Linked DNA regions of Sus scrofa: region 1 is linked to region 2. Evidence: chromatin contacts called from public HiChIP or PLAC-seq data. All regions are on one chromosome and are shown on one strand. Each heading gives the region's core, a stretch centred on a gene start, on an enhancer-like site or on the middle of the called end of the contact. The rest is flanking DNA. Distances are from core to core; before and after follow the strand shown.

Region 1 (3,673 bases), core at 759-3,258, 69 kb before region 2:
GCGGGAGCTAAGGCCACAGCTGTGGCACAGTTTCAGTCCCTGGCCTGGAAATTTCCATGCACCACGAAGACAGCCAAAAAAAAAAAAAAAAAAAAAAAAAAAAAAAAAAAAAAGATTGCTCCTACTGTTGTTGTTGTTATTAATAATCTCAGACAAAATCCTAATCCCCAAGAAACTTCCAACCTGGTGAAGGAGATGGACGAGTAAATAGGCCAGTATAACACAGAGACCAGCAGAGGCACTGGGGAGCGCAGAAAAGGAACACAGCCCAGAGAGGGGAGATCTGGGAGGCCTTCCTGGAGGAGGCAGGGCATTGAAAGAAAATCAGAAGTGGGAGGAGGAGAGGCCCTGCAGAAGTCAAATAAGTGGGGCGTGGTGGCTTGCAAGCAGAGAGGCTGGGCGGAGGGGTGGGGGATGTGACCCTGGCTGACCCCACGTGTCAGGCCCAGGGGCTCTGCCAGGCCTATCAGGCTGCCAGTAGTGCAGGGATGTGGCAAGAGGAGGGGCTGTGCAGGCAGGACCGAGCCCGGTGGCTGGTGGATGAGGGTCGTGGGAAATGCTTGCCCAGCTAAAAGGGCAGAACGAGCACGTGGGGGAGGAGTCGGGGCCCGGGGCTTGCTGGCTGGGGCCAAGATTGACCTTCAGAACCTCCGACCCTGACAGCGACCCTCCCAGGGCAGCCTTAACTCTCTCCACAAAGCAGCTGAGGAGCTGCGAGGAAGGCAATGGGCCAAGTGCGCCAGCAGAGCCGGAATCAGCGCTCTGACTCGCAGTCTGGCTTTGCTTCCTGAACAGAATGGGTGATGGGGACAGGGAGCCCCTCTCAGTGATGAGCCCATGTCACCCCAAGGCTGCCCGAGCCTTCCTTTCAGGGCCTGTGCCTGGCCCAAGGGGCACAGCAAGGATACCACGGGGTCTTGCCCTTAAGGAAACCCAGTCAGTCCAGAAAGTTCCAGTTGGGCCTCAGGTCCTGCCAAGAGGCCCTTCCCCAGTCGACTTCTCGGGCTCCCTTCCAAAAGGGCAGGAGTAACTGGGTGAGGAGGCCCCAGGGCCGGCTGGGAACCGGCTTTCTGTTCCCCGACGTGCTAGTGTGTGAATGGGGGCTGCCTGGGACTGGATTCTGCTGTTTTGTTAATTTGCCGAGTCCCGTCCCGTCCAGCAATTTCTTCCTCTTATCAGCGGGATCTGCCACCTCTACTGGTTTCCAACAAGAAGCCGGAGCAAAGTTTTAGACCCCAGCGGTGGGTGGGACTGGCGGGGGTGGGGGTGGGGGTCCCTGACAGAGCAAGCGAAGGGTAGGAAGGCGAAGGGGTGTCCCCTCCCTGGTACGGGGTTGGAAAGGGACACGGGACAGCCTGTCTGCTGTGTGTTTGCAGAAGCAGAGGTGCGTGACTTTCAGCTGACCCGCCTCGGCCTGGGAGGTTCCAGCCTAAAAAAGGAGCTGATTTCCTGCGGGCCACAGTGTCGGAGGCAGATCCCAAGCCCAGAGTCTGGTCCTGGAAGCGGTTCCAAAGCCCGAAGCACGAGATGCCGATCGTAATTCACACAAGTGCTCAGCCCCAAGTCATGTGTCTGCTCTCCCCTGGCGAGGCAGGAAAAAGTGCCTCCCTCGTGGACACTGGCAGCTGGCTTCTGGGGCACGTCACTGTCACACCCCGAGCCCCGCTCAGAATCCCGAGCTGGCAGGGGACGTCTCAGACCAGCCAGCTCTGCCTCTCAGTTTGTGACTGGGAACAGACACGGGGCAGTCATGGCTGTCCAAGGTCACAAAGCCCAGGAGGGGGGTGGGGGGGGGCACAGTGGAAAAACTGAGCACACTTGAGCCAGGCAGACACACCGGGCAGACACAGCTCTCAGGCAGCAGAGTCAGGGGAATGGGCCAGCCTCACAGCCTCAGTTTCCACCCCTGGGGGCAGAGGCCGAAGGGCAGCTCCTGCGGGCCTGCTTGGGGCTCAGCAGCGCTGAGCACAAGTGCCGCACGTCCAGCGGTTACATCATCAACTGTCTATAGGCAACCGAGCCAGAGGGTGCCCTCTGCCCGAGGAAGAGGGGCAGTCACCCTCCTCCCTCTGGATCCCCAACGCCCTTAAGGCGAAAGTGCCTCGAAAGTGCCTGATTAGCCGCCCCCTCCCCCGTGACAGGCAAGCCAGGCAACTCACAGAGTGGGAGGGACAGGCCCAGGGTTCGAGCTGTTTAACATCTGAATCACAACATAAATAAGCATCCTCTCCGGCTGAAAGTGGCTAATTGGACCGACTCTCTGGAAACAAGTCAAACTTTTGGGTAAAAAAGTCATTTAGGAGTTCCCGTGGTGGTGCAGTGGAAACAAATCGACTAGGAAACATGAGGTTGCGGGTTTGATCCCTGGCCTCGTCCGGTGGGTTAAGGATCCGGCACTGCATTGGTGTCGGTCACAGAAGAAGCAGCTTGGATCCTGTGTTGCTGTGGCTCTGGTGTAGGCTGGCAGCTATAGCTCCGGTTCGACCCCTAGCCTGGGAACCTCCATATGCCGTGGGAGCGGCCCAAGAAATGGCAAAAAGACAAACAAACAAACAAAAAGAAGTCCAAACATCAGGCACCTAACTGGGTGTGGGGGAGCTGTCCCTCACACTGAGCTGGAGGCCAGGGTGGCGGGAACCAGGGGGACAGCCCACCTTGCTGTCCTGGAGGAGGTCAGGGCTGGAGTCACTGGGTGGTGAACCGGGTTCAGGCTTGGAAAGTGCCAGCTCAGGCCTTGGCATCCCTAGGTCCTTTTGCAGGGTGGGGTTGGTTTCAAATTAAATGCAGCACCAATACTTGCCCAGGCGGTTAACCTAATCTAATGTTTCAACGGAGAGAAGTGACGGGTCTGCAGCCCCAGTCTTTCTGTCCCACCCGCCGTCTAAGGACCATTGCTGACCCCATGTCCTCCCGTCATGCCAATGGAGCTTTCTAGAAAGAGCATGCCATGTAGATTTCAGCTTCCCTCCTGCCTCCAGCCGAGTCCCTCCCCTGCACAGCTCAGGCTCTGAGGCCGAGGGAAGGCTTGTTCCCCCATGGGGCCCCCACCCCGAGGGTGCCCAATGGCTGAGCTGGGCCCCAAGTGGGTGTAACCCCTGCAGGCTCCCAGGCAGTGGCCCACACCCTACTCCCTCACCCTGCTAAAGATCCGAATCAGGCCCTCCCGCAAGATTTTATATTCCCTGCTGCAAGTCTGGACACAAGCAGAAGTGTTGATGTGAAAATACGTATCACGAGCAAACCGGGAGAAGAGAGCGGGGCCAGAAGGCTCAGAAAAAATGGCAGGAAGCCTGTGCATCCACGTGCTTATCGGTAAATAGTCCAGCCGGGCCTGGACTTTGGGCTCACAAACCCTTTTACATGGTGTTGGGGATGCTCAAAGGGCTGCTGGGCCAAAACACACCGTCCCGTCCCTGTCAACTCTTAATCAGCTTCACATCTGAGACATTTTTATTAAGAAAAGGCATTTTTAGGAGTTCCCATCATGGCTCAGGGGTTAACGAATCTGACTAGGAACCATGAGGTTGCAGGTTCGATCCCTGGCCTTGCTCAGTGGGTTAAGGATCTGGTGTTGCCATGAGCTGTGGTGTAGGTTGCAGACATGGCTGGGATCCCGTGTTGCTGTGGCTCTGGTGAAGGCCTGCAGCTATGACTCCGATTAGACCCCTAGCCT
Region 2 (4,159 bases), core at 52-2,551:
ATGCTGGTGGCTTACGGCAATGGCTTCATCACGCGCGAGTTCCTCAAGAGCCTGAGGAAACCCTTCTGCGACATCATGGAGCCCAAGTTTGACTTCGCCATGAAGTTCAATGCGCTGGAGCTGGACGACAGTGACCTTTCCCTCTTTGTGGCTGCTATCATTTGCTGCGGAGGTAAGTTGCTGCCTTCACCTGCTGGGGCAGTGCCGCCTGCAGCCTCCTCTCTCTCGAAGAAGCCGACAGTGGGAAACCCCGTGAGAGTGGCACGGGACCAGCCCTGGCAGGTAGGCAGGCGTCTGAGCCCCCACGTCACCGCTGACTGGAACTTACTGAGAGGGACATCAAAGTCATGTCACAGTGTAGCATTCGTGAATTTAGCAACGCACGTGTCGATATATAATCTACCTAGTCGTTCATATAGGAACAGATGTGTTCATATATAATCTAACATATGTGTCAACACAGAAACACATTTGTCAAGTATAAATAGTCCTGTGTAATCACATGAGCACACATCTACGTAATTACATAATATACATTCCATCCTGTTATAGATTCAATATATTTATATAGTCCATAAACAATCGATAATGTAATCGATTACATTATCTATTATTTATATATAATTTATTCATATTTAAGTATAAATAACTATCACGGAGTTATATCCATTATCCATACCTAATAGCTATTACATATCAGATATAATAATAATGCACGGTGTGTAATATTACCATATACAGTAGACCCTCCACATATGCGGGTTCTGTGTCTGCAGAGTCAACCCACTGTGGCTCCAAAACAGTTAGGAAAAAAATTTCCGGAAAGTTCCAAAAAGGAACACTTGAACGTGCCGACACCGACAATGATTCACGTAGCATTTACGTGGTATTAGGTGTCTCGGGTAATCTAGGGAGCCTTTGAAGTGTGCACGAGGCTGTGCACAGGTTATGTGCCCTCTCAGGTAGGCACCTGAGGTTTGGTCATCTGCAGGAGGTCCTGAACCAAGGCCCCGCAGATCCCAAGGGCCGGCTGTGTTGTAACGATGTTACTATAATCTCATCTCCGTATTACAGCCAGCGTTCTGTGCCATACAGGTATCTGTACAGTCGCTGTCTCAACGGGTCTATTTATGCTGTTTCATAAGGAAAAACATCAGGCACTAACTGGCAGTGACAGCAAAGTGTGCTTTGCCAAAGGAGGTAGATCCCAGAGAAGGAAAATGGGGGCCCCTTGCAGGGGAGCTGGCCCTGCCGTCCCCACATTTTTGGCTCGGTGTCTCATTGCCGTAAATAGCCCTGTCCTGGATCTGAGAACGTCATCCCTCTCCTGTAAACTCAGCTGACCTTACCCAGCCTTGGGGCAGACACATGGGGCAACCGTCCTCTCAAACTGCCTGATGTCTGTCCCCCATCAGCCCTCCCTCAAGGAACGGAGGCTGCAGGCTGCAGGACTCCGTAGGTGGCGCTGGGTGAGGGCGGCCGGGCTCCACCAGGCCTGAAGCATCGACTGGCGAGGCAGCTGCACGTAACCTGCCGCTGCCCTCTGTGTGCTCAAGATGTAGTGTGGCGGGTAAAAAAACAACGCACAACTGTTTATATAAGTAGTGGGACCACAGAGGCCTAGAGGAAATTACAGCCCTACATCGGAAAAATGTCTGGTGAGGTGTACCTGAAATCTGTACGATGGAGTCCAAGTTATGAGAAGGGGTTCTCCTACTCGTTTTTAAAATCTCTGTTTAAAAGCTGAGTAATCCTTTTACAATAGCAACTGCAGCAGCAAACAATGAAAAACCCACATCAGCAACACCCGAAAGTCCTGGTCCTGAGCGGGCTCTAGAGAGCGGTGCCTCCTGAATAGGGAAGGCGGGCTGCGATTTTTCTGGACAAGGATGCAGGACGGTCTGAGCTGTGCTGGGAAGTCTGGTGCCTGTGTCCCAGCCTCCCCAGGTTTGTCACCTGGTGTCCATGTCACCGTCCCTGCACCAGGCCTCAGGACCCCCCCACCCCCCACCCCCGGGGAGCCCTCGGCATCCTCTCGGCCCGTGTCCATCTTCCCATTCATTTCTTGCCCCACCATCGTTTGAGCTGATTTATCTTAGAAGGTCCCTCTGATGGTGTTTCAAGTGGGACACACCCCATTCTTTCAATGTGGTTGAAACCGAGTATCTAGGGGGGACACGGAGAAGAAGCATTTCATGTCCCACGTTATGCAGAAGTGGTTGACTGTAGAGCTGCTCCTCGTGTCTGGGGGGTGATGATGCTGATGATTAGACAAAACCCCAAGGAAGGGGCCACCCCGAAGGGGCGTTTTAAGACAGCAGCCCTCTGTCTTGTCTGCCCCTGGTGGGCCTGGAGACTCTGGAGAAGTCTCGTTCTATCTTCTCGGCACGGGGACGGTAGCCAAGACGGCTAAGCCTGCTGCCAGCAGGGCCTCATCAGAGCCGAGTGTGGGGTTCCGCCACCTGCACGACACCTCTGAGGCCTTAGCCTGGGGCTCCTCCAGCTCAGACCTCTCTTCTTTCTTTTGAGGATAGACCGGCCCGGCCTCCTAAACGTAGGACACATTGAGAGAATGCAGGAGGGTATCGTGCATGTGCTCAAACTTCACTTGCAGACCAACCACCCCGACGACGTCTTTCTCTTCCCCAAACTCCTGCAAAAGCTGGCGGACCTGCGGCAGCTGGTCACGGAGCATGCGCAGCTGGTGCAGGTGATCAAGAAGACGGAGGCGGACGCCGCGCTGCACCCGCTGCTGCAGGAAATTTACAGGGACATGTACTGAGGGCGCGGCCCAGCGCGCACCGAAGAAACTTTCCCAGGGTTTTGTTTTTGTTTTTTTTGTTTTTTAAAGGCAACAGCACTACAGGTGAGACATGGGAGCAACGCGGCTTTGCACCTTGGACAACAGAAAGCTTAACCAGCTCTAGGTAACCGGCATCCTATTATTCCACGTCTCTCTGTTTAACCAGTTCTCCGAAGAGGGAGCGGAGTCTGGAAAGGCTGATGATAAGCGCCTGGGCCTCAGGGCTTGGAAAACAAGAAGGAAGCGGGTCAGCGGTCTGATGGTGGCGCCCCCCGCTGTTAACCAGCGCAGGATGCTTAGTGCTTTACCCTTGAACTCCCCTCAGAACGCGCCGTCCGTCTTCCCTTTGCACCACCTCTTGACGCCCGTGCTCCTTTAGAATTTGGAAAACTAATCAGCACTTTTAAAACTTTTGTAATGATGTAAATCTAGATGTCCCCGAAGGTTAGGTATTTTGAAAAAGCAGCAGAATATTTATTTGAAGGACTTCAGTTCTGTGTCCCGAATTTGAAGAAAGACAACACGCTGCTTTTTAAGCACAGGATTTAGAAGTTCCAAGAACGATGTGATAAGCTATCAAAACGCAGTGGTTCCATTTCAGTTTGCCATTTTCATGGTTGTAACTAATACGGGAAAGCCTGTTGCTCCCAGGTTTGTGGAGAAGGTCCCAGAAAGCCACGTCGCCAGCACCGCCCCCCCCAAACTTGGTTCTCTGTGGTCGGCGGGAACCGGACAGACTCGGAAGCACATTGGCTCCCCATTCCTCTCACCCCCACTTCCTCCCAGATCTGAACCAGCCGAGTCAGGTGGTTTGGGGGCCGCGGTGGTGTTTCCAGGGGCACAGTGACAAGTGACTTGTAGATGTCGCTTTGAAGCTCCCTCTGTCAAGGCAGCTCTGTGGTCTTTTTCTACGTTGCTTTCCAAAATATGCAGCTTTATTTTTTTAACTCTTGATGGTGGTAGCTGCTCCCTGGAGTGGAGTGACTTTATAGCATGGCCTGGGGTCGGGGCGGGCTCGGGGTCTCAGCTGGAGAACCGGGGTGGGGGGGGGTTGGGGGCGGGGATGAAACGGTGGTTTTCCTTGGTCTCAGGATTCATGACGGGCTGGTGTTTTTTACCAAGATTTCGAGGGTGGGCTCCTTTTCCAAATCCACATATAAGGTGGTTTTTCCAACATCAAAAATAGGTGTTTCGGGAGTTCCCAATGTGGTGCCACAGAAATGATCTGACCAGGAACCATGACGTTGCAGGTTCGATCCCTGGCCTCGCTCCGTGGGTTAAGTGGGTTAAGGGTCCGGCGTTGCTGTGAGCTGTGGTGTAGGTTGCAGATGCAGCTCGGATGCCATGTTGCTGTGG

The links. HiChIP or PLAC-seq counts read pairs in DNA pulled down with a chosen protein or histone mark.
Region 1: a contact with region 2 is called in an H3K27ac HiChIP or PLAC-seq map of skeletal muscle. The contact joins two enhancer-like sites. A contact is called at or near these places in 7 of 47 Hi-C or Micro-C datasets (fetal heart ventricle, fetal liver, heart right ventricle and 4 more) and 1 of 2 datasets of contacts at active chromatin or transcription factors (skeletal muscle).

Annotation. Positions count from the first base shown.
Region 1 is chr5:3,371,651-3,375,323 of Sscrofa11.1, reverse strand. No RefSeq gene overlaps it. Among named protein-coding and RNA genes, the nearest start is that of PPARA, 52 kb to the right of the region's middle. Within about 2 kb of position 2,008, at least 23 of the 83 cell types and tissues checked have an H3K27ac peak or open chromatin away from gene starts, as enhancers often do. A contact at or near this core is called in skeletal muscle, where this site is marked.
Region 2 is chr5:3,301,378-3,305,536 of Sscrofa11.1, reverse strand. It overlaps PPARA (peroxisome proliferator activated receptor alpha), which reads left to right. Exons shown (of 7, transcript NM_001044526.1): 6 at 1-172; 7 at 2,535-2,782. The coding sequence ends at 2,782. Among named protein-coding and RNA genes, the nearest start is that of CDPF1, 16 kb to the right of the region's middle. Within about 2 kb of position 1,301, at least 3 of the 83 cell types and tissues checked have an H3K27ac peak or open chromatin away from gene starts, as enhancers often do. A contact at or near this core is called in skeletal muscle, where this site is marked.